5 separate regions of the Mus musculus genome follow, and regions 1, 2, 3 and 5 are each linked to region 4. The links are chromatin contacts, called in public HiChIP or PLAC-seq and promoter capture Hi-C maps. All regions are on one chromosome and are shown on one strand. The core of a region is the stretch at or near the end of the contact, and the rest is flanking DNA. Distances in the headings are between cores, read along the strand shown.

Region 1 (4,436 bases), core at 1,695-4,194, 2.3 Mb after region 4:
GGCAGACAGACAGGCAGCGCCTGAACCATTGGGTCTCTGCGCATCCCAGTCAGCCACACTCACCACCCATTCAGTTGTCAATGCATTGGTCTGTAGGAGAGAAAGCTCATCAGAACAGAGCAGAGGGAGACATGTGGGTGATCTCGGCTGCCTGGGCCTTTTTTGATGGCTGGGGCAGCAGAGCGACCTCTGTGGAGCCGACAGTGTGAAAGAGAGGCATCAAGGGTTGCTGTGGGGGAGTGGTGGCTACCTAGCCTCTCACCGGATGGCTCTGTGTAGCCCAGAGTCTTCTACCCAAGTCACTTGAAAGCAAAATGTCTCTCAAGCTATGGGATAGGGGTAGGCCCAGGACCAGGCCCAAGGTTCAGGGTTTGGAGAGGAACTAGCCCTTGGAAGAGGTGGGAGGCTTGGGGTGACAAGAATGAGGAAGCTTGGACAGGAATCTGGACTCCTCATCAGGGCAAGTCCTGACTGAGATCGCTGAGGACTGTCACAGAGTCTCCCAGACCTCAAAGTGGATCCCGATGGCTAGAGCAGGGGATTAAGTCTTTCCTTCCCCTGGCAGGTCAGTACCAGCTTGGACAGTTCCCACATCCCTTCCCTGTCTCCTCAACTGGCCATTACCGGTGGGGACAGAGAAGATGATGTTGTCGTCCTTGAGGCCCAGAGACTTGGCAAAGCGGGTGAAACGTTCCTTCAGTTCAGGGGACAGCTCCTTGGTTCTTCCTGCAACCAAGATTGCCAGAGAGCAGCCACAGGTCACTCCATAGGTTTGACTGGACTAGCAAACAAACCCTCCCTCAGACTTGTTATCTGTGGAGGTCTGCAGAAGACCACTCCTTGAAGGGGGCTGAAGCTGAGACTGGGGTGTAACCTGAAGTTGAATCCCTAAGGGTCACGCAAGAACTCACCATACAGGGTAATTTTGAAGTATTGCTTGTTTTCAGAAGTCTTTCGGAAAAATACCATGGCGAACTGGTTGTAGTCCGTGGTGGCCACTTGCACATTGTAGCTCTGTACCTGAGGATACCCTGAAGGCGTGGAGAACAAGGGATGGGTTCTGTCTGTCCAAACTAAGAGTTCTCCCCAGCTTTCAGAGTGGCTTTCCCCATAATAAAATATGAGTGGAGGGACAAGGACCCCACCGGATTCAGGACTCACTGTGCATATTTCCCAGAGTGAACTGGCCAGCCCTGGAGCTTGGAACAAATGTTCTGATCCAGTAGCGACAGCCCTGGTCCTGGTCCCTGTGGGAGAGAGATGAGAGTGAACAGGGATATGACATAGGCTGGAGTGTCCTTTGGACTAGAGCAGGTGGGACTAGCATTCTGATGTCGCCCACCCCTGTTCCTCCAACCCATAATAGCCTGCCACCAAACCTGGCAGGAGGCCCCGCCCACCCATCTTAGATGCACCTAGGCCTTTTGAGTCTGCCCTGCCTGGTCCTGCTAAGACCTTTCTCCCCATTCTTTCTCTGCTCCATCTCTACGGCCTCTCTTGGTTAATCCTGAGCAGCCAGCCTACTACAAGTTAAGCACTATGCCCCCAACCCTTTAACCAAATGTGAAATTTCCCTAAGTCCCGTTCAATCCCCTGCCACAAATAGCTGAGCCCCCACCCCCAAACCTGCCATTCACCTGCCCTTTGCTCCTCAGATATTTTGCTCCAACTCCAGCCCACCTATCTGCCAGAGGCAGTTATCATATGCAGGTGGTGGCCCTGGCTCTCCTCTGCAGGCGCAACCCTCCATCCCCCACACACCTCCCCCACTGACTGCCTGCCCTCTCCTTCACTATTCTTTCCACTCTCCCTTGCTCCAATTAAGCCACAGTTCTCCTTGCAGAAGCCCCTGACCAAGCCTTGGCACAGGGTGAAATGCCCCGGGGCTATTCCACTCAACAGAGGAGTAACCAGTGCTCCTAACCACTGAGCCTTCTCCCCAGTCCTTCCACCTAAATTTTGAGAGAAGGTGAGCTCAATGATTGGATTACATTGGCTGCCCAGCAAGTCCTAGGGCTCCTGACCCCTCCTCCCCAGGACTAGGTACCACACCCGGCTCCTTGATGCTTATTCCTGGGAACCGAACTCAGAATCTCCTGCTTATGTGGCATCTCCCTAGCTTCTCCCTCTTGTTTTCTGTGGCTTGTGTGTCCTTCTCACTTTGACAGAAGTCAGGAATGGGAGAAGAAAAGAGCAAGAAACCACCCAGTTCCGGGCTGTGACAGGGCTTCACCTGACCAGGATGGAGGTGACATTGTAGCTATTGTTCTCTTGTAGCTCATAGATGGTGCTGTACATCGTAAAGCTGCCTTCTGTTTTTTTCTGGACCGCATTGCCTGCCAGGCCCACAACGTACCACCTGCCCCGGAACTGCAAGAAATGAGAGGTAGAGCCAGGGATGGCCTCGCAGGCCGCTCCTCCTGCTCTGTTCCTCTGGGTACCTTCAGGCACCCCAGCTGGAGGGCAGCAGAGCCCCAGACTCTGTCTGTCTAGAGATACTGGCAGGAGTTAGCCTCTTCCAAGGCTAGACAAGATCCTAGATGGAGTTAACCCTGAGTTAGCAGGATGGGGTGGTTTTGGGCAAGGGGTTACTGTCAGAGTGGCTATCTGAGCAGCATGAGATGTGGCATCCCCTAGGACACAGAATGATCATGTGTAGAAGCCTGGACACTGGCCTCCCAGAGTCCTAGCCATCCTACCCAGCGCTGCCCGTGAAACCTTTGGCTTCTCCTCCCATCTGCCCTGTTTCCCCAGCCTCTCCTGCAGCAGCCCTTCAGGGTCCTACCTGATCGCTCCGGAAGTCTGGCTGCAGGGGGACAGTGAGCAGAGATGGGGCAGGGATCAAGTTCTGAGTTGAGTCCTGGGCCTGGCTCTGCAGGACCCCAAGCAGGGCAAGGCCCAGACACATGACACTCAGGGCCATGGTTTCCACAGCTACTAGGTCTGATGTGTGCTGGAGGAGGAAGAGCAGAGAGTGAGGAGGACTCCCCAGCGGGCTTTTTATGGGCCTACCTGGCTGCCAGCCCCCCTGTTGGGCGGGGTAGTCCATCCTTTACCAAGTCCAGGAAGCCATGAAGTAATTGCCAGTACATTCTGTTGAAATACTTGGCAAGATTTCTGTCCCTCTCTCCCCCAGGTCGGAACTGTGCAAGGTTGAGCAACAGGAAGGGCTGCAGGGGACAGAGGGGGACCAGAGGGACATTCCCAGGGCTTTGGATTCTGGCAGGCACAGGGCACTGCTTGTGGGTCAGCAGCTCAGATCTGGACTGCCTGTCCACTCCCATAACCCTGTAGGAGTCCTAGAGGGTCAGAAACAGGATAGTGAGTATAGTACAGGCTTCCCCCACCCCTACCCCCTGCCTCCTACCCCACACCCACACCTGCTGTAAGCCAAAGCCATCTGAACACCAGACCCTGTGCAGCTTCCTTGTCTGGGGAAGGGTGAGCAAGCTGAGAGTGAATGTTTTAGACAGGGAAGAACAGGACACCCTGTTCTGAGCCTGCCAAGCTCAGCCTTGGTCCTGGCACAGGGTGAGGCGTCCAAAAGATTATCCTGGAAGTGTCCAATACCTTGAGCCCCTTCACTTTCCCATGACCCCACTGCCATTTACAGGAACAGACAGGGCAGCAGCTGAACTCTCAGGGACTCACCCTCTCCTGTGCCACGTAGTCCTTAGATGTGGCTGCTTTCATTTTTTTTTTTCTTTTTTCTTTCTCTTTTTTTTTCAAGACAGGGTTTCTCTGTATAGCCCTGGCTGTCCTGGAATTCACTTTGTAGACCAGGCTGGTCTCGAACTCAGAAATCTGCCTGCCTCTGCCTCCCGAGTGCTGGGATTAAAGGTGTGCACCCCCACGCCCTTGTGGCTGCTTTCAAAGGTAAGGACTGCAACCTCGGTGTCATCTTAGCACGGAGGATAAGGGGATCACTTGGGGGAGCAGGAGCCCTTGGGGAAAGTGGGTGTGTCTCCACACTGCCCTGTGTACTCCAGTTACTTTGGGCAGAAGCAAGTTTCTACCTTCTCCTTAAGTCATCCTCCCTTGAGAAGGCATCCCTCTGTCCCTGGCCATAACCTTGAGCAGGGGAACCTAGTGGCCCGGCTTCAGGGCTCTCCCTCCCCCAGTTGATTCGAGCTTAGTCCTGGAGAAAGCCCTTTCCTCCCTCACTGGGGCCTGGCCGACATCAATTGAAGGTAGTGATGGATCCCAGATGCTATACTGTGCCGTTTCCCGCCCCCCAGGTGGCCTACTCAGGATCTGCTTCTGAACATCTGACCTGAAGCTGGACTGAAGTCCTCTGGCCCTGGGCAGGACCAAAGGGGCCATTGATTTACCTGTTTGCTGCTCCTGACCTCTCCCTCTCCACTGCTGCCTAGCTCTGGGGAGGTTAGTCACAGGGAAAGCTTAGAGGGGGACCTTAAGCTGATAAGTAGGCTACA
Region 2 (4,285 bases), core at 346-2,845, 2.4 Mb after region 4:
CTTAGCTGAAAACATGACCACAACCAAATGAACACTGGTGGCAGCCAGAGGCTAAGAGCCTTTCCTCCTGCGCTCAGTGATCCCCACGGGTGCCCAGAGCACCTGGACTTCAAATTCTATATACAAAGATAGAGGATATATTAGAGGTATTTTTGAAAAGGAATTGGTCTATGCAATGCCAGTTTGGGACCTGTAAGACAGTTTAATGTTTCTATTAGAGAGATATAAAAGATCTGCAATATTTTTAGGGTTCTTTTCTGGTTACCCTACAGCTGACCACGTGGTCTGGCAGGATGAGCAGGCCCATCTTCTTCTGTGGGGAGAATTTGCTTTTGTGTTATTCCTTTCTAACCAGGTTACCACTGCACCCCATTCCGTGGGCTGTTCATATCTGTCTCAGCTTATAATAGAAAATTATGTCATATGGGGAAATCAGCCTAGTGTCAATGTTTGGTTTGGGGGTGGAATTAAATGCCGATGTTTTTGTTACTGCTTTTTGTTGGTGTTTCTTTTCATTCTCATCACCGTGTTGACTTGGGGGCTGCTAACAGGAGTTAGCCATGTATGTGTAAGATGACATGCTGGGGAAAGTAGGTTAGTGTTCTCCAGTCTGACCCCAGTCATAATGCTCACCACAAACACACACATACATATTACATATATGTCCACACATGTTTGTATGAATATGAATGGGCACTTGACAAAGGTCGGAGAACACCTGTTACTCCTGAACCTCTTCTTGTTTGAGACGGTGTCTCACTCTGGTTTTGGGGAAAGAATAAAACGTTTTTATTTGGTATTTATAAGGTTTCCTTTAGCCATGAGGTTTAAGGAGACCTACTACTCCTCATGCCTCCAGAGTGTTGGGACTACAGAAATGCACCACCATGCCCAGCATCAATTCGGGGATCTTAAAGCCCCACTTTTGGTCCTAATCATCGAAGAAACTGGTTAAAAATACCTGTCAGGGCACAAAGAGGGAGCTGTTGCCTCTGGTTGCAGAAATGGATAACCTGCATGGTGTAGCATTTGGAGAAGAATGGATCTACAGCAGCTAGCCCCATATGCCATGAGAGTAGTGTTCTGGGTGAGAAACAGAAGAAAAGCATGAAAGATAATTTGGCCCAGCGCCCCTTGGTTCTAAGAGGGCCATTCTGAAACCTCTGGCAGTGGACAATGAAGGGAAGCCTAGAAAGTTCCCTAGGAAGCCAACCAGTGGAAATTCTCATAGGCCAGGCCAGTGGTGGTCATTCTATACAGACTCTTCCATTAACAGTTTCAAGGCCAGAATGTAGAGCCTTTGAATTCTGATGTCTGCTTCAACAACCAACTCATTATGATCTATCCCTTTCCGGGACTTCCAACTCTGGGGTACATCTCACTCTGGCTTGGGACTGTAGGATAATGTTTAAATGATTATTGTTTGGGAAGGGTCTGACAGGGATGTAGCCACAAAAACCTGAAAGTCTGAGCTCCCGGCCCTACAGTTCCCTGCAGAAACTACATTTCCCGACATGCACTGGAGGGCGGGGAAAAGTGCCCGCACGTCAGCTCAGACGAGTCTCCGCGTGTCACGTGATTTACAAGCCGGAAAGGCCTAAACCAGGAACCGGATGTATTTTGTTGCTCCGGCGGAACGCTGGAGAGATGGTGAGCCTGGGGTGGAGTACATGTGTGATTTGAGGGTACCAGGGGTCGGGGCTCTGAGTAAGAGTCTCCTTGGGAGATGGAGTTGGGCTCTCCAAACCCAGATCGCTCTCTCCACCGCTTGCAGACAGGTGACACGAGGCCTGACGTGGCTTTCTAAACCCGAGAGCCACTTCTAGTAAGCCCTCCGTGGTTCTAAATGAATGAGAGGTTTGGAGTGTAAACCGGCTGCTCCGACCCTCCGTTAGTGCTTGTACACGAGCCATCTCGCCTGCTGAGCCTTTATTTTTCTCCAGGCCACCGGGACAGACCAAGCAGTAGGATTTGGCCTTGTCGCCGTTAGCTTGATCATCTTCACCTACTACACCACTTGGGTGATTCTCTTGGTATGTGTGCCCCACCCCCACCCCGCTCACCTTCATTTTGCTCTGGATCTCTAAGCCAGTTTCCTAACGCGACTTAATCAGCGTCTGTGTGCCAGCGTCTGGATGTTTAGCTAGCTCTAATCTCACGAAATCTACACTATGGTGCTTGCAGATGGTGTCTACATTTTATAGATGAGGAGGCTAAGACTCGGGGAGAAGGCTGTTTCTCAGCCTCTGAACTGCCGCACAGTGAGGCTTTATTTTGTGTTTGTCCTCCTGGTTAGCCAGCAGGTTCCTGGGTGTAGCAGTCGCCGGTGGAGTTTATTAACATCTCAAGTCTCTCTCTCTCTCTCTCTCTCTCTCTCTCTCTCTCTGCCTCTCTCTTTAATGTGGGAAATTTTGTTAGTTATTGTTTTAAAGTACACTGTGCTTGGAAAGGGGCATCTTGCAGTACTTGGTATCCTTCAGAGAGGAAAGTTAGGTGGGCTGACCTTCGGTGATGAAGAGAACTGGCTGATTCTCCAGAGGACTGGGGTTCAAGTTCCAGCACCCACATGGCCAGCTACAACCATCTGTAACTCCAGCTCCAGGAGACCCAGCAAAAGTCCCTGGAACGGAACGCCATTGCTGCTTAAGTTGTGTTAGGAGTTAGATTGGAGATCCAGGGCTTGGATGAAAGTACACCTGGACTCACAGGCACAAATGCATGATCAAAAAATAAAGACCTCTTTAAAAGACCTAGAGTTCTCAGAAGGCAGAAGAAGGGGGGAGGGCAGCTTGGTGAGGTCAGCCAGGGCCTCAGAAATCAAAAAGGATGGTTTCCAGCACTCACAAGGCCCAGGCAGTATTCAACAATACAGAGACAATATGGTGGGTCTCTTGTTATGATACATATCCACGCTTGGGGATGCTATCAAGGTGGGCCCTCAGTATCCAGTGCTGCCAGGGGGAGGTGGGACGGCTTCCCTTTGGGGCTGAGTAAGGTGAGCAGTACTCACCAGAGCTCTTGCCCTTGGTGCCAGCCATTCATTGACAGCCAGCATGTCATCCACAAATACTTCCTGCCCCGCGCCTACGCCGTCCTCCTCCCGTTGGCCGCAGGCCTCCTGCTGCTCCTATTTGTGGGTAAGTCTCCCGATCTGGGGCAGGGTGTCTGGAAGGCAGCGTGCTTCCACATGCTGGCACCTGCTGTACATCTGCTTAGACTCTCCTTGTCACCAATGCTCCCCGGGGCTTTCCTATTCCTTAAAGGCCACGGGCAGAAGCTCCTCTAGTGGTGTTCCCAGTTTTCAGGTTCCTGGGGCAATGAGGACATGGCTCCCCTTTCTTTCCTGTCTCAGCTTCATCTTCATCTCTTCAATGTTCCTGCCTCAAGTCACCCTGGCATCTCTTACGGCTCTGTGGGTTGGGAACTGTGTCTTTGCTGTTACGCTATTCTAAGCTCTAGCCCAGGAGCCTAAAAGAGTGCTTGGGTTGACTGAGGAACCACATGGCCGGATGATGCACAGGTGGTTAGCCTTGCACCATTTTGGTGATAGTTAACTGACCCTCAGTGGCTGTGTGACCTAGTGAATGACTGCAAAGATGCACCCCTAGGGGGGTTGGTTGGGAGCCTGACCTTGCATGCCTGGCCACCTAGCTTCCACTCCAATCCTCCCAGTCCCTCCTATTCTGTGTATTACAGGATTGTTCATCACCTATGTGATGCTGAAGAGCCAGAAGATAACCAAGAAGGCTCAGTGAAGGTCCAGCAGGGATGAGGCTGTAGGGGCCTTCTCCATATCTCCTCCAGAAAAGGGACCAAGGGTCACAGCTTACAAGATGGTCAAGCTGGCTGCACTGCAGCCCTCTTTGGGACATGGGGCTGTTTTCTTCTCAGTTTGACAACCTGGAGCCCTCTCTCTCTTGGTCATCCTTTTAGAAGCCAAGAGAAAGGTGGGTTGGGAAGCCTCTCACTTCCCTTAGGCTCAGAGGCTGAACATTGCTGGTTGGTCCTGTCCATCTCACAGTCAAAGCTCCCTGTCCCTTCCACCGAGTTCTCTCCTCTCACCTCTGTGCTCCTCCCACTGTGCTGATGGATTGAGCAGGCCTTCCCGCCTCTCTGTACAAGTCCTGTCCCGTCACAAGGCAGCTCTTCCGAGTCTGACACTTCCCAGGCTCCATGAGGACTTCTGGACCCAGGAAGCCCTGGGGAAAGACTGACAAACCCCAGAACCACAGGGTTACATCCAGGCAGCCACACTAGACCACAATTGGCCTGTTTGGGAAAACTT
Region 3 (3,988 bases), core at 44-2,543, 2.5 Mb after region 4:
GAATGGAAAGTTTTACTATGATGTTTTCCTAAGTAATTACAAAACAGAACTCTTTAAACATGCTTTCTCTTCCTAAATCTCCCCATCACCCTCTCAGGCATGCACGTTAACCCTCGTTCCCAGCCTCTTAGAACACTATGGGTAGGCAGTCTTTGTTTATGTAACCAGCTTTCTAACAGGCTACATATGCACATCCCTGTGTCCATACATGCACATCCCTGGATGTCTGGAGGCCAAAGGTCAGCCTCCAATGTTCTTTCCTTGACCTGGGAGGCCCAGAAAGGGTAAGCTAGCTGGAGGGGTCTCCTGTTCTTCCCACCCCCAGAATGGGGATTACAAACACGTGACGTCGCTGGGCGGGGGTAGCACACGGCTTTAATCCCACCACTTGGGGAGGCAGAGGGATCTCTGTGAGTTCAATGCCAGCTTGGTCTAGAGAGCAAGTTTCAGGACAGCCAGGGCTACACCAAGAAACCCTGTTTCGAAAGACAGAAGCAGAACACGGCATCGAGTCTGACATATTGACTATCTCCCTAGCCCTCAGGTTGCATTTTTCTTTAATTTTTCATTTTATTTTATGTGTATGGATGTTTTGCTTCCACATGTCTGTGTACCACATATATGTGCAGTACCCATGGATGCCAGAAGAGGGCGACAGATCCTCCTAGGACTGTGCTGGGAGTGGACCCCAGGTCCTCTAGAAGAGTTGCCAGTATTTGTAACTGCTGAGCCATCCAGTTGGTTGGGTCCAGATTGCTTCCTTTTAGTCACATAAAATAGTGCAACGAATATTTGAGGGTAGGATGAAGAGAGTTGAGCCAAGATCTCTCCATGTACCCCTGGCCGGCCCGGTACTCACTATGTCTATCAGGCTGGCCTTGAACTTGCAACAGTCTTCCGCCCTCTTCTATCTCCTAAGTAGGGTGCAGGCCTCTAAGCTACCAGGCCCATCAAAAGCTACGTTTTCAAACGTTGCTCTCTCCATTTTCCGGAGATAAGGAGATGAAGTACCAAGCTGCCTAGGGGATGGTTACTGGGTCTCTACGAGGGGGAGTCCAGGTAATTAATAACCAGAGTTCGAACCCAGTGATCTCCGCGTTTCGGATTCCCCATCCGAGGTCCTGGTGTCCATTTGGAGAGAGAGAAATGGATGAGATTTGGGATGGGGCGCGGGGCACGAGGGTGCTGTGGGAGAGCGTCTCTCCTCTCTGGCACCTCCCTGGGGCGGGGCCATCCGCAGCCTGAGGCTCCGCCCTCTCGCTCGGCCCTAACGGGACTGCGAGCGCCGGCGCTAGGACCCGGCGGGCTGGAGCTGCGGCGGGGCCTGGGCGGCCAGAGCGGCGCGGACCCCGGTTCTCGGCTCCCGGCGCCATGTGACGGGGTGCGGGGGCCGCGGGGGGCCGGGCGCTCCCCGGCGGAGGTGAGCCGGTGCTGCGCGGGGGCGGGCAGCAGAGCGGGAGGGGGCTTGTGCTTGCGCCTCGGCAGTGGGGAGCCGCTGATAAGGGGGGAGCCCCAGGGCTCCCCGAGACCCACTCTGCTTGCTAACTGCACCCCGAGATCTAGCGGGATTCTTTGGGCCTCTCGTGTTGGAGATGGGGCGACCCTGCCGCGGCCCCGCACCCCTCCCCTGCAGAGCCGGGGTCAGGATAGGATGCTTGACCCTAGGGTGCAGCGGCAGAAGATGGGGAGCGGGGCTGAGCCTCTCACGAGGCACTCGGGGGTACCCTGCTCCCGTCACCTGGAGAAGCCCCAGAGCGAGCTCAGGGTGCGGCCCTCACCCTCAGCCCAGAGCTCAGCCTCCGCAGGTCCAGCCTTGGAGCTGAGTCTAGGCTTCTGGGCTGCCACCTCCCCAGCGGAGTCAGCAGCTCCCCACCAGGCCTGGCCACTCCGAGCCGAACTAGATGTCTGGCGCACGCACAGGCTACAAGGGGACCCTCCCGGGAGACCCTTTCAGGCTCCGCCCTGTAAACAAACACTACAAGATTCCCCCCTCCCCCGCTTGCTCCTGCTCCCTGCGAGGCGCGTTGCCTCTCTGATCCCTCAGTCTCCTCATCTGTGAAATGGGGAGCAAGAGCACCTACCAGGCGTTGCCTTGAAAAGTGTGTAGGCAGGCGATGCTTTGCGTAGCTCCGGAGCATGTTTCGTAATATAAGGGAAGTCCCCGGCTTGGGGTCAAGAGGGGGAGGATTGTTTCTGGGACAGGCTTGTGCAGGGGCGGGCATTGAACGGAGTAACCCGAAGGCTTAGGATTTCTGATATAGTACTTTCAAGCCTTCGGCTCTCCTTTTCACAAATGCATGCATCTTTCCAGTCGCCCCAGGAGTTACCAGTTCTTATTCCCATTTCACAGATGAGGAAACTGAGGCTCAGAGAGGTCACATGGCTTGCTCGAGGCCCCCCAGCCAGTAAGTGTGGACCCGACATTCGCACTGGCACCTGATACGCTGTTCTGACCATGGCGTTCTCAGAGCAGGACCGTGACGGGCCTGACCGGGGGAACCGTAGTCCTGGCTGAGGGCACTGCTCAGGCAAAGGTGGGAAAGTGGGGCGTGGGCCTGGGACCTGGAGTGCTCCAAGTGTCTGGAGCACGGGGCATGCGCAAGACAGGGTAGTAAGACGGTGGTCTGTCTGGGAGCTGTGGCCAGACCCAGGGGAGCTTTGAATGCTGGAGGTGTCAGGGTTAATGGGGGCGACTCTAGGATTCTGGCCTCCTGTCTTCTGACCTAACGGTTTGAGTCCACGGACAAGCCACGCCTCCCTTCCATTAAGCCTGTTTCCTGAACTGCCCGCTGGGGACAGACAGAAGTCTGGGGTCTCTGACTGAAGATACTGGGATGGCACAGGGGAACCATGAAGCCTGGGGATGGTAGTGGGAGCTGCCACGGGGTGGGGTCGTGCTTGGCAATGGGAGGAGCCAGGCCTGGCCAATCAGGAGCGGTGTGTGTGGCACTCTAGCCTGGAGGTTTCTAGCTATTCCTGGAGTAGGAGTAAACCGCAGCTAGGTCAGGGGGCGGAGATAGTGACCGGAGCCGAGAGGCTCCCCGGGGAGCGCGCGCTCTGATCTGGGGATCCCCTTTGAGGATCCAGCCTAGTTTTCTTCCTCTCTATGCCAGCCCTTTTTTGCGTTTTTGGGCTGTAGCTGCCAGAGGAAGTGGGCTGGATGCCCTCTTATGGCCTGCTTACAGGTTGGGGCTTGGAAGTGTAGAAGGGCCAGGCCCAGTGGTGGGAGGGAAGGGAGGGTTATAGAGTGAGGCACACAGCTGGGCGGGGCAGGAAGGCTTGCCCTTGACCCCAAGATCACATTGACCAATGACCGAATTCACTGAGCCCTGGGGTTCAAAGGCCTGTGAGGAGGGTGTCAGGACCTAGGAAACTTTTGGACCATCCCTGCTTGAAGTATGAGTGGGAACCAGGACAAAACAGAAACAGCCCTGAACCTTAAACTTGGGAGAGCTGTTGGGTAGAGGCGCGACCTGAGATCCAGCCGCATCCAGGGGAGGGCCTCCGGCCATAACCCTTTCTGGTGGCTTGCAGGTGTGACCCCACAACCCTGCCCCCCGGGCCACCTGCCGGACGCTGGCCTCTACCCTTCAGCAGACGCCGGAGAGAGATGAGTAGCAACAAAGTAAGTCCTTCGTTTCTCACCCCAGTTTGAGCTGCTCGCACAACCGTCTGTGAAACGGACTTCTTTTAACCTGCCCAGGCTTTGGCGTCTTCACGCCAGCCCACACAGGAGAGTGGGTACCCAGGAGGTCTGGGTTCAAACTCTGCTTCAGCCACTGAGTGCACTCTCGCCTCTCTCTGGGCCCAAGGTCCTCTTTGATATCCAAAAGCTTGGCTTATGTATCAGTGGGAAAGCATTGACTGTGAATGGTTCTGGGGAGTGCCGTGCAGGATAGGGATGGGGAAGTGAACAGGGGCCTTGGGGGAATGGCCATGTTCAAAATCAGAGTACCTGAATCCCCATCATGTATTTGTTCCTGTTTTC
Region 4 (4,041 bases), core at 1,336-3,835:
TTCTAATCACTGACTTTACACATTTACATGTTACTTAATTTTGTGGTGCATGGGGTGGGCCCCAGGGGTTTATGGACCCTAGGCAAGTGTTCTATCACTCAGCCATAGCCTCTGACCCTTGGCCTTGCATTTTCAAATCCTCTGGCCCTGCTCAGCCAATAGCACAGGCCTGATGATGTAGTCAGGTTCAAGGGCTGAGAAGATCTGGAGTTGTTCTCCTCAAAGGCTGCAGATTTTCAGCCTGTGCCAGGGGCCTTCAGAATTCACAGCCTCTACCTGAAGTTCGATCACACACTCAGTGCCACAGATAGGTCCAACACAGTTCTTTTCCAATCTGTCTGGAAGACATCGTTTTGCTTATATTATGTTACAGAATGGGGATATTCAGGGCTTGATTTTAAAAGTCCTTTTTGGGTCAGGCATGGTGGTACACACATATAATCTGATGGAACTGTATCAGGAGGCAGTTGCAGATCAAGCTCTATGAATTCAAGACCACATAGCAAGATTGAAGCCAGCCTTGTCTACATGAAACTGCCTCTAAATAAATAAATGAATAAATAAATGTATGTATGTATGTATGTATGTATGTATGGCCACCAGCTGGAGTTGGTGGCTCCTGTTTGCAGTCCTAGCCTTTGGGATGCTGAGGAGAACTGCTGAGTTCAAGCTCAGTCTGGATTCCACAGGCCGTTGCCAGTCTCACTACAGAGTGAGAACTTGTCTAAACAAACACAACAAACAATCAAGGCCAAGGTCACAGATACCCCGAAGAACAGACCATTACTTTTACCAGTGAATGGTGTCATAAAGTTCTACTTAGCTTCCCCCAGTATTCCTACAAATCCTATGAGCCAGGGGAGTCAGACAGAGCTGGTGATGCCTCCAGCTGATGCTAGAAAGAAGGGCTGCAGGACTGTGTCGTGGGTGGATCCCTCCTGTCATGTACCACACTGCCACACATGCACCCTGTAGCTTAGCAGTCCTATTCTACAGATGGAAAGACCGAGGCAGAAGGTCACCTGCTCACATTCTAACTACGAGGAAACAGTAATGTGACATGACTTTCCCGCAGAAATCTCTTTTAATTTCTGCCATGGATGTTCAGTACAGACAGCAAGAGGGCACTTAAAACACAGGGCTGAAGTACATTGGTCATTTGTCACCTCAGACAATTGATTCTTCTCCAACATTTCAAAAATTACAAATCAACCCTGCATCACAAGCCAGTCCCTAATATGTTCCCTGCGGTTATTTCTTCTCACTTGATTTCCTTGCCACCCACTCTGCCTCCTTCATTCAGACCCAAGCGGGTTCTCTTGCCACCACAGGATCTTTGCGCCTGCTGCTGAATGCTGAGCCCCCAGAAAGCTGTAATGACTTTCTACCTCACTCATCTCTGCTCAGACAGAAACCTCATTAGAGACCTTCCCTGACCATTCTATACAGAGGTCCCAGTCTCTGCTTCGTGACACCTATTACTATCAAACATGTTGTACGTTTATTTACTGAATAAGGCAAAGCACATCGACCCTTCATACCTAACAAGAACCTCTTGGTCAAAGCATAGCTTCTGTGACCCCCCTTTCAATGCTATCTCCACCGGTCACTCTAACTTGAAGCCTGTAGAGAACCATTCTGTCAGAAACATCATTGAGTTAGCTTTTCCCAGGCATTAGGCACCACTACCCCCAACCCTCTGCTCCCCCTCCCGTCTCTGTCATACACACAAGGCACAAGCAAACCCGGGGAAGCTTTGACTGGTTAAAGAGCAGCTAAATCTACCCAGAGCTAGCCAGAGCGGTCAGTTTTAGTTTCACCTCACCTATGGGAGCCATTGATCTTCAGCAAGCCCACCCGCTCTTTTCCGACCCTGTTGCACTATCTTGTACCTTGGCATCGCATTTTGGGAGCTGATCCAGGAGCCAAGCCATCCCTAAGCTTTTAAGTAGCACGGCTTCGGGGGTTGGGAGAAGACCTAAACTCATCCAACAGGTAGGAGGGGCAGAGGCTGGCCTCCTAAGCCCTACGTTGAGCCCCCATTTTGCAAGGGCGAGCGTCGTTCTCATTCTAGAGAGAGCTCAATTTTCAAGGCAAAATCCTCAGACCTGGGTGGCAGGCGACGAGCGCCATCCCACCACTAGCCTGTGGTGGACCTCTGCAAGGAGTCGCAGCGACAATGCTTAGACCCTGAGACAGGGTGAAGAAAAGGATGCAGGTACGTCTCTTGGCTCGGCATTTAGGACGTACCCTAGGAGGGGGCGGCCCTCAACGGGGAGACAGGATGCTTCGCAGGCTTACAAGCGGAGGCTGCGGCCCGGGGGAATCGGCGGCCAAAGCGCCGCAGGAGGTCGGATCCGGTCCGGGTCCGGGTCGGCGGGGCGGGGCGGGGCAGGGCGGGAATGCTGCGACCGGAGCCCCGGACGGAGGCCGTTCCCTTGCCCTCGGGCCGCCGGCTGCTTGGCTCCGGGCCCAGCCCCTCCCCCCGATCCTGTTCCGAAGGCTTGGAGAGCCTGTGGCTGCGGGTGTGCTGTCAACAAAGCGTCACTTCCGGGCCGCCCCTTAGCAGCAGAGGAGGGGTTCTCTCGTCTTGTCCCGCCGCGAACGTGGGCGGAGGCGGCTGAAGGTTCCGGGTTCTCTGGGCTGCTCCTGCCCAAGCTGAGGCCCCAGTCTCCACGTTAGCTTCCAGGGTTCCTTCTAGCGAGGGGCTAACTCGCAGGAGCAGGTTCAGGACAGGATTGACTCCATCTTACCTAGTTAGTGCTGACTCACCCGGTGCCCAACCCGACGTCTTTTGGGCGGTCTCTAAGCAGCCACCACATTGCCCCTCAAAATGTGCTCCTCCTTCTTTCCTTCACGAAAAGGGCCATTCACCCAGGAGCTGTCAGATAGCAGGAGTGAGGCTGTTCTTGGCCACTGCGTTTTCTTCTAGTCACCAAGGATCTCTTAACAGTTGTTTCTCTCTTCCTCCAATAGTGCCCTACTGTCCATCATTTTATCTTTCAAAAATATTATTTTAATTATGTACATAAGTGTATATGTGCTTATGCACGTGACGGCAGCTGCCTGCTGAGGACAATAGCCCCGGAGCCCATGAAGCTGAAGTTACAGGTAGTTGTAAGCCCCACAAACGTAGGAACCGAACAAGCTCTCTGGTCTATACTTCCTTTTCATTTTAAGATTTTTTTCCCATTTATTTATATGTGTGCATGCATATGCACATGTGCAGGAGATCAGAGCACTGTTGGCTGGAGAGGGTTCTCTACACCAGCCACGTTGGTTTCAGGGATCAAATTCAGTCCTCACCATGCTTGTACCAAGCACCCTTACATGCTGGGCCATCTCACTGGCCCCATCACCATTTCTTCTCTTGATTTCTACCATAGCCTCCGAACACAAATCCCTTCGTTCCTTCTGCAGTCTCACAATCAGGGCATCCAGACTTTTCATCTACCTTCTCTCCTTACCCAGTCCCTCAGTAAATTGTTTCCTTCTGGTCTCCTGTCCAGAACGTTCACAGTTGAAATCAGTGTGGGCTCTTTGCATCTCTGTCATTCTAAGCTCAAACAATCAGGCAGTAGGCTTAAACATTTTTCTTACTGCCCTCCACATCTGGTAAACTAACAACACTTTTTGCTTAAGGAATGCCCTGGAGTGAGGTTAGAGAGAAAGAAGGGAGGGGATGTGGAGGCTCAAACCCAGGTCCTGTGGCAGACAGGAATTCTATCATTGAGCGCGCGCACACACACACACAAAATACTATACATACACCTTAATCTTAGCACTCAGGAAGCAGAGATAGGCAGATTCCGTTAGTTTAAGCTAGTTCCATGACAGCCAAAACTACACAAAATAACCATGTCTCTAAAACAAAAAACAAAACAAGAAAAGGAGAAAAAATAAAAGAAAAGAGAAAGTAGATACCTTAAGTAGGAAGGTAAATAACTCAAAATAGGTTCAGGAAGTCCCTGAAACTAACCAGATTCACTAAGACCCTCCCTGCCAGAGAAAAGAATAAAAAGTTGAGAGTTCTTAGTCAAG
Region 5 (4,540 bases), core at 524-3,023, 2.2 Mb after region 4:
ATCCAGAGACAGCTGCTCCTCTCTGCTGACAAGACAGACAGAGCTACTTCCACTGTGGCACGTCTACATCTCACCACTACATGGTTCTCACTCAGGCCCCCTTCCTCCCGCCACCCCACCCCCACCCCGGGGTGGGTTCACAGTGGCTTCCCAGGACGTGTAAGTGGTGGCATCAACCCTCCAGTCTGTCCATACTACACTGAGGTTTGGTAAAGGCAAGTGACTTGCCCAAGGTTTTCCAGCAGCACCTGGCTTAGACCCAGCTGTCACCCCACAGAATGCTTGTTCCTCTCTGGAAGGAGGGGCCGCCGCCGCCTCCCTCTCCCTCACGCCTGTCATTTCCTTAGCCATGAAGGTCATTGCAAGAAAGCAAGACTTTCTAGAAAGATGAGAGCTTGCACCTAGCGGGTGAGGGGTCAAGGTTAGCACTGGTGCATCCTCTCTGGTCCTGGCAGTCCCCTTCCCAGAGTGCACCTGAGCTTAGAATGAGCTGCTCTTTCTAAGAACCAGAAATGCCACTTCTGTCTTCCCTAGCTCCAAAGGAGCCTAGGGAGGTGGTGCGGAGGGGGGTCACGACCCTGCTTGCCCCCTCTAAGTCCAAGACCCTTTGTCTCTAAGGCTCTCCTCCACTCTGCCACCTGGCCTTCCCAGAGCCTTGTGGGATCAGAGGCCAGAGGAGGATTAGGTTCTGCAATGGCTCACCACCCCCCTCCTCGCCATCCTGCCTCCTGGACTTAGTCATCTCTGCCCTCTGCCGCCTTTTCTCTCCATCACAACCCTTCTGCCAGGCCAGGGGAGGAGGACGCTGACAAGCAGCCCCTTCCCAAGGGGTGCAGCGAAGGCAGGCTGCTCCGTAGAGGCTCACAGGCCGCTTCTCCTCCCGCTGCCATCCCCCCCCTTCCTTTCCTCGCACCGCAGCCCGCGCCTCCCCCTCTGCCTCTCTGCGCACGGATGGCGGCGGGAGCCGCAGAGGTGTGTGTGTGTGTGTGTGTGTGTGTGTGTGTGTGTGTGTGTGTGTGTGTGTGCGCGCGCGCGCGCGCGCGCCTGTGCGTGTGCGGGGTGGGGGGGTTGTGCCTGGTCTCCGATGCCTATGGGGCTGTGTCCTTTTCTAGGGACTGGGGGAGGGGGCTGTCCCCTGTCACGACCAGGAATTCCCATGGGGTCAGAGCGGGTTCCAAGGAGCCCAGGAAGGGGATATTGCCCTCTGGGTGCTCTCAGCTCCCAGTGAGGCGCTGAGTAATGTGGGCCCCCTCGGTGAGGGTATTGGCGATCAAGGACAGCTCTCTGCCGAGGTCGCTCTACAGACGATGGGGTGAACGAGGGGGCGTGAGTGGGGGGACTCCACTGATATCCGCGGGCTGGCGGGGGCGCTGCGGACCCCAGGACTCAAGCGGGGGGCGGGGGCGCTCGGTCCGCTAGAGCAGCGCCCAGACCGTCGGATCCCGGGGTGGGGACCCGGGGCACCGTGATGCGGGTGTCCGCGCCGCTCCTACCTGCCCACGAAATTCTCCAGCACCGAGCTCTTGCCGGCGCTCTGGCCGCCTACCACGGCGATCTGCGGCAGGTCGAGGTCCGCGTTCTGGCCGATGGCGGAGAAGGCGTCCTGTAACCGGTTAACCAGCGGGATGAGGTCTTCCATGCCGCGGTTGCCCATGGTTGCGGCGGGCCCGGCGGGCTGCGATCCGGCCGCCGCTCCTGCTCTGGCTCTTGGCCCCCGGCTTCGCGGCTGCAGCCGAATATCCCGACTGCGTGCGCCGCGGGTCCCCCGCCCCTCGGGGATCCGAGCGGAGCGCTTCTCCAGGCCGCCGCTAGATGGCGCGCGGGGATTCGCGGACTGGTCACTATGCGCAGACGCAACGCGGGGCGCCATGGGTGTTGTCGTTTTCTTCTTCTGCGGCTTTCGGGAGACTTACCTGTGTTTCTGGGATACGGATGCTGCACCGAAGATAATACTTTTGGTGATGGCTAGGGGTGCTAACTCTAGAAATGGGCTAGTATGTGGTGGTCATGATTACTTCATTTCAGCAGTTATTCCCAGTGGAGAAACTGAGGCCTTAGAGGGAAGATCTGGCACCCACAGGCTGCTGCAGTCAGCTGACCAAAGTCAACCCTAGTCCACTTAGCCTTTCTAGTCTAGGTTCTGACACTAATCAAAAATCTGCAGCATATTCCTTCCTATCCTGGGGCCTCAGTGTTTCTGGTTCTAGGAGGAAGAAAGAAAAACCATTGATTCAACAAATTACCAGGAGCCCATGATAAGCTAGACCCCTTCCTAAGTTTACAGACACAAAACTCGGCAGAACAGCTAGGGACTTTACACTCAGAGATCTTACAGGTGGTGGGATAGACGGGACACAGAAGAGCGTTTGTACTAGAAGAAACAGAGAAAACCAACAGGGCTTGGAAAGTCACATTAGCCAGAAGGGGGCAAAGGTTTTCCAAAGAAATTACCTTTGAAAGGGAACCTAACTGATAAGAAGGGGCCCGACACCCTGATGGAGTGGACAGGAAGTGCAAAGGCCCCAATACCTAGGAAGTGCTGCCGAGGAGAGGCAAAAGTTCTTGTCTTGAACTCTAAGGCTCCAAGAGGATGAGCGCCAGGCCCAGAGTGGCAAATAGTGCTATTCAAACCAGGGGTTCTTGCAGCCATACTTGCCTGTCCTTTTCACACAGACAGATAGTTGGATCTAGGTTCGGCTACTCACTTTTGCATCAAGAAGGACCTAGTTAGGACTCCTGACAAAGAAGCCAAGAAAGAGAGGGTTATCGGGTCACTTCTATGTTCTGAGACTAGGGAAGTGCCCTAGGCATTAGAGACTATCCATTTTTTTCACCCACTGAATGTGTGGTTGCTGAGCAGGCTAGCTCCCGCTAGACCCCAGAGACAAGGCAGTGACAAGCCACCTACAAGTGGCTCAAAGTCAAGTGGAAAAGGGAGGGGTCATATGCCAATAAATATGACTCTTTCCGGGGGTGATGAGTGGAGAGCAGGGCTGGGGCAGGGCTTGTGTTGTTAACTCATACAGGATAATAATGCTGGAACAGAGACTAGAAGTGTGTGGACCATGAGCCCAGTGAGAAGGGATTTCCAGTTAGGGGAGAACCACCCAGACCTTACCTCTGGGTCATTTCTGGGTCATAGCTATCTAATCTGTAGAGTTGGCACAATGACAAAATAGAATGTCTGTGTGAGGCCCAGCCCAGACCTGGTGTGCATTGACCCTCATTAACAACCATGCCAACCACATCAGAAATCCAGGAGCTGAAACACCAGCCCCAATACCCCTCATCCAGAGCCGCTATTCTCAGCCAGCCTAGAGAGGACAGGGATGTGAGCCAAGGTGACCAGCACCATCAAGTTAGGCTGGGCATACAGTTTGAAGATGTCTGTCTGGACCATTGCAACTGAGCTTTTGTTATTCTTCTTTATCCTTCTGAGGGGAAAGTGTGACTCTAGTGCTCCACTGCTACAAATAGTGCAGTTGAGTTTCCCCACATTTGGGGACCTCACAGGGTCAGCACACCTTGGGAAAACCACTTTCTAGATCATGACGTCTCTCCTGCCAGCTAAGTATTATGATTTCACCCCTTAAACACAGTGGTAAAACTTACTGTTAAAACCACACTCTCGGGCTGGTGAGATGGCTCAGTGGTTAAGAGCACTGACTGCTCTTCCAAAGGTCATGAGTTCAAATCCCAGCAACCACATGGTGGCTCACAACCATCCGTAAGGAGATCTGACTCTCTCTTCTGGAGTGTCTGAAGTCAGCTACAGTGTACTTACATATAATTAAAAAAAGAAAGAAAGGGGGCTGGTGAGATGGCTCAGTGGGTAAGAGCACCCGACTGCTCTTCCGAAGGTCCGGAGTTCAAATCCCAGCAACCACATGGTGGCTCACAACCATCCGTAATGAGATCTGGCGCCCTCTTCTGGAGTGTCTGAAGACAGCTACAGTGTACTTACATATAATAAATAAATAAATCTAAAAAAAAAAATAAAAAAAAAAAAAAGAAAGAAAGAAAGAAAGAAAGAAAGAAAGAAAGAAAGAAAGAAAGAAAGAGAGAAAGAAAGAAAGAACACTCTCACTGAGCGTGGTGGTGCACACCTTTAATCCCAGCACTCGGGAGGCAGAGGCAAGTGGATTTCTGAGTTCAAAGCCAGCCTGGTCTTCAAAGTGAGTTCCAGGACAGCCAGAGCTATACAGAGAAACCCTGTCTCCAAAAAAAAAAAAACCACACTCTCCAGAAGTATTTGAAAGCCTCAGGGCTATCTTCCCATCTTTGGGTCAGTGTTAGAGCTGAGAGTTCATTCTGTAGCCTACCTTTTATCTTTACAAAATGAGATTGTGCTAGCTGCCCTGTGATACTTAATCCTGGAGCCACTGGGACATGGTGGGAAGTTGGTCAGAAATCCGGGCCTCACCCAGGACATTGTGTGTCACAACTTGAGTGTAACAGGGACCAAGTTCTCTAGATATTGCTGGGCACACTGAAGTTGGGGTGTGGAAGAGGGTGATGCTGTGGGCAGAGGATATTGCAC

The links. Promoter capture Hi-C pulls out the DNA fragments that hold promoters and counts their contacts. HiChIP or PLAC-seq counts read pairs in DNA pulled down with a chosen protein or histone mark.
Region 1: a promoter capture Hi-C map of pre-B cells shows a contact between it and region 4, with 2.8 times the contacts expected there. The contact joins the promoter of Lcn2 here to the promoter of Zer1 in region 4. A contact is called at or near these places in 3 of 39 promoter capture datasets (embryonic stem cells, liver and pre-B cells) and 2 of 115 datasets of contacts at active chromatin or transcription factors (double positive thymocytes and kidney).
Region 2: a promoter capture Hi-C map of liver shows a contact between it and region 4, with 3 times the contacts expected there. The contact joins the promoter of Dpm2 here to the promoter of Zer1 in region 4. A contact is called at or near these places in 2 of 39 promoter capture datasets (embryonic stem cells and liver).
Region 3: a contact with region 4 is called in an H3K4me3 HiChIP or PLAC-seq map of embryonic forebrain, with 11 times the contacts expected there. The contact joins the promoter of St6galnac6 here to the promoter of Zer1 in region 4. A contact is called at or near these places in 1 of 39 promoter capture datasets (liver) and 1 of 115 datasets of contacts at active chromatin or transcription factors (embryonic forebrain).
Region 5: a promoter capture Hi-C map of hippocampal neurons shows a contact between it and region 4, with 3 times the contacts expected there. The contact joins the promoter of Dnm1 here to the promoter of Zer1 in region 4. A contact is called at or near these places in 4 of 39 promoter capture datasets (embryonic stem cells, hippocampal neurons, liver and 1 more), 1 of 115 datasets of contacts at active chromatin or transcription factors (thymic regulatory T cells) and 1 of 9 other capture datasets (pancreatic islet).

The regions. Positions count from the first base shown.
Region 1 is chr2:32,384,795-32,389,230 of GRCm38.p6, forward strand. Lcn2 (lipocalin 2) reads right to left here and starts at 2,945. Exons shown (of 6, transcript NM_008491.1): 1 at 2,786-2,945; 2 at 2,234-2,370; 3 at 1,162-1,247; 4 at 912-1,031; 5 at 625-726; 6 at 1-90. The coding sequence starts at 2,923. The coding sequence ends at 71.
Region 2 is chr2:32,569,263-32,573,547 of GRCm38.p6, forward strand. It overlaps Dpm2 (dolichol-phosphate (beta-D) mannosyltransferase 2), which reads left to right and starts at 1,596. Exons shown (of 4, transcript NM_010073.2): 1 at 1,596-1,650; 2 at 1,944-2,033; 3 at 3,035-3,137; 4 at 3,697-4,285. The coding sequence starts at 1,648. The coding sequence ends at 3,755. It overlaps Fam102a (family with sequence similarity 102, member A), which reads left to right. Exons shown (of 11, transcript NM_153560.4): 11 at 1-488.
Region 3 is chr2:32,605,692-32,609,679 of GRCm38.p6, forward strand. It overlaps St6galnac6 (ST6 (alpha-N-acetyl-neuraminyl-2,3-beta-galactosyl-1,3)-N-acetylgalactosaminide alpha-2,6-sialyltransferase 6), which reads left to right and starts at 1,294. Exons shown (of 7, transcript NM_016973.3): 1 at 1,294-1,420; 2 at 2,351-2,405; 3 at 3,535-3,625. The coding sequence starts at 2,380. It overlaps Gm52551 (a long non-coding RNA gene), which reads right to left and starts at 2,210. Exons shown (of 2, transcript XR_003954025.1): 1 at 2,082-2,210.
Region 4 is chr2:30,122,026-30,126,066 of GRCm38.p6, forward strand. It overlaps Zer1 (zyg-11 related, cell cycle regulator), which reads right to left and starts at 2,586. Exons shown (of 16, transcript NM_001290503.1): 1 at 2,251-2,586.
Region 5 is chr2:32,351,556-32,356,095 of GRCm38.p6, forward strand. It overlaps Dnm1 (dynamin 1), which reads right to left and starts at 1,774. Exons shown (of 23, transcript NM_001301737.1): 1 at 1,494-1,774. The coding sequence starts at 1,654. It overlaps Gm39787 (a long non-coding RNA gene), which reads left to right and starts at 4,204. Exons shown (of 2, transcript XR_866125.1): 1 at 4,204-4,540. It also overlaps the pseudogene Gm52590.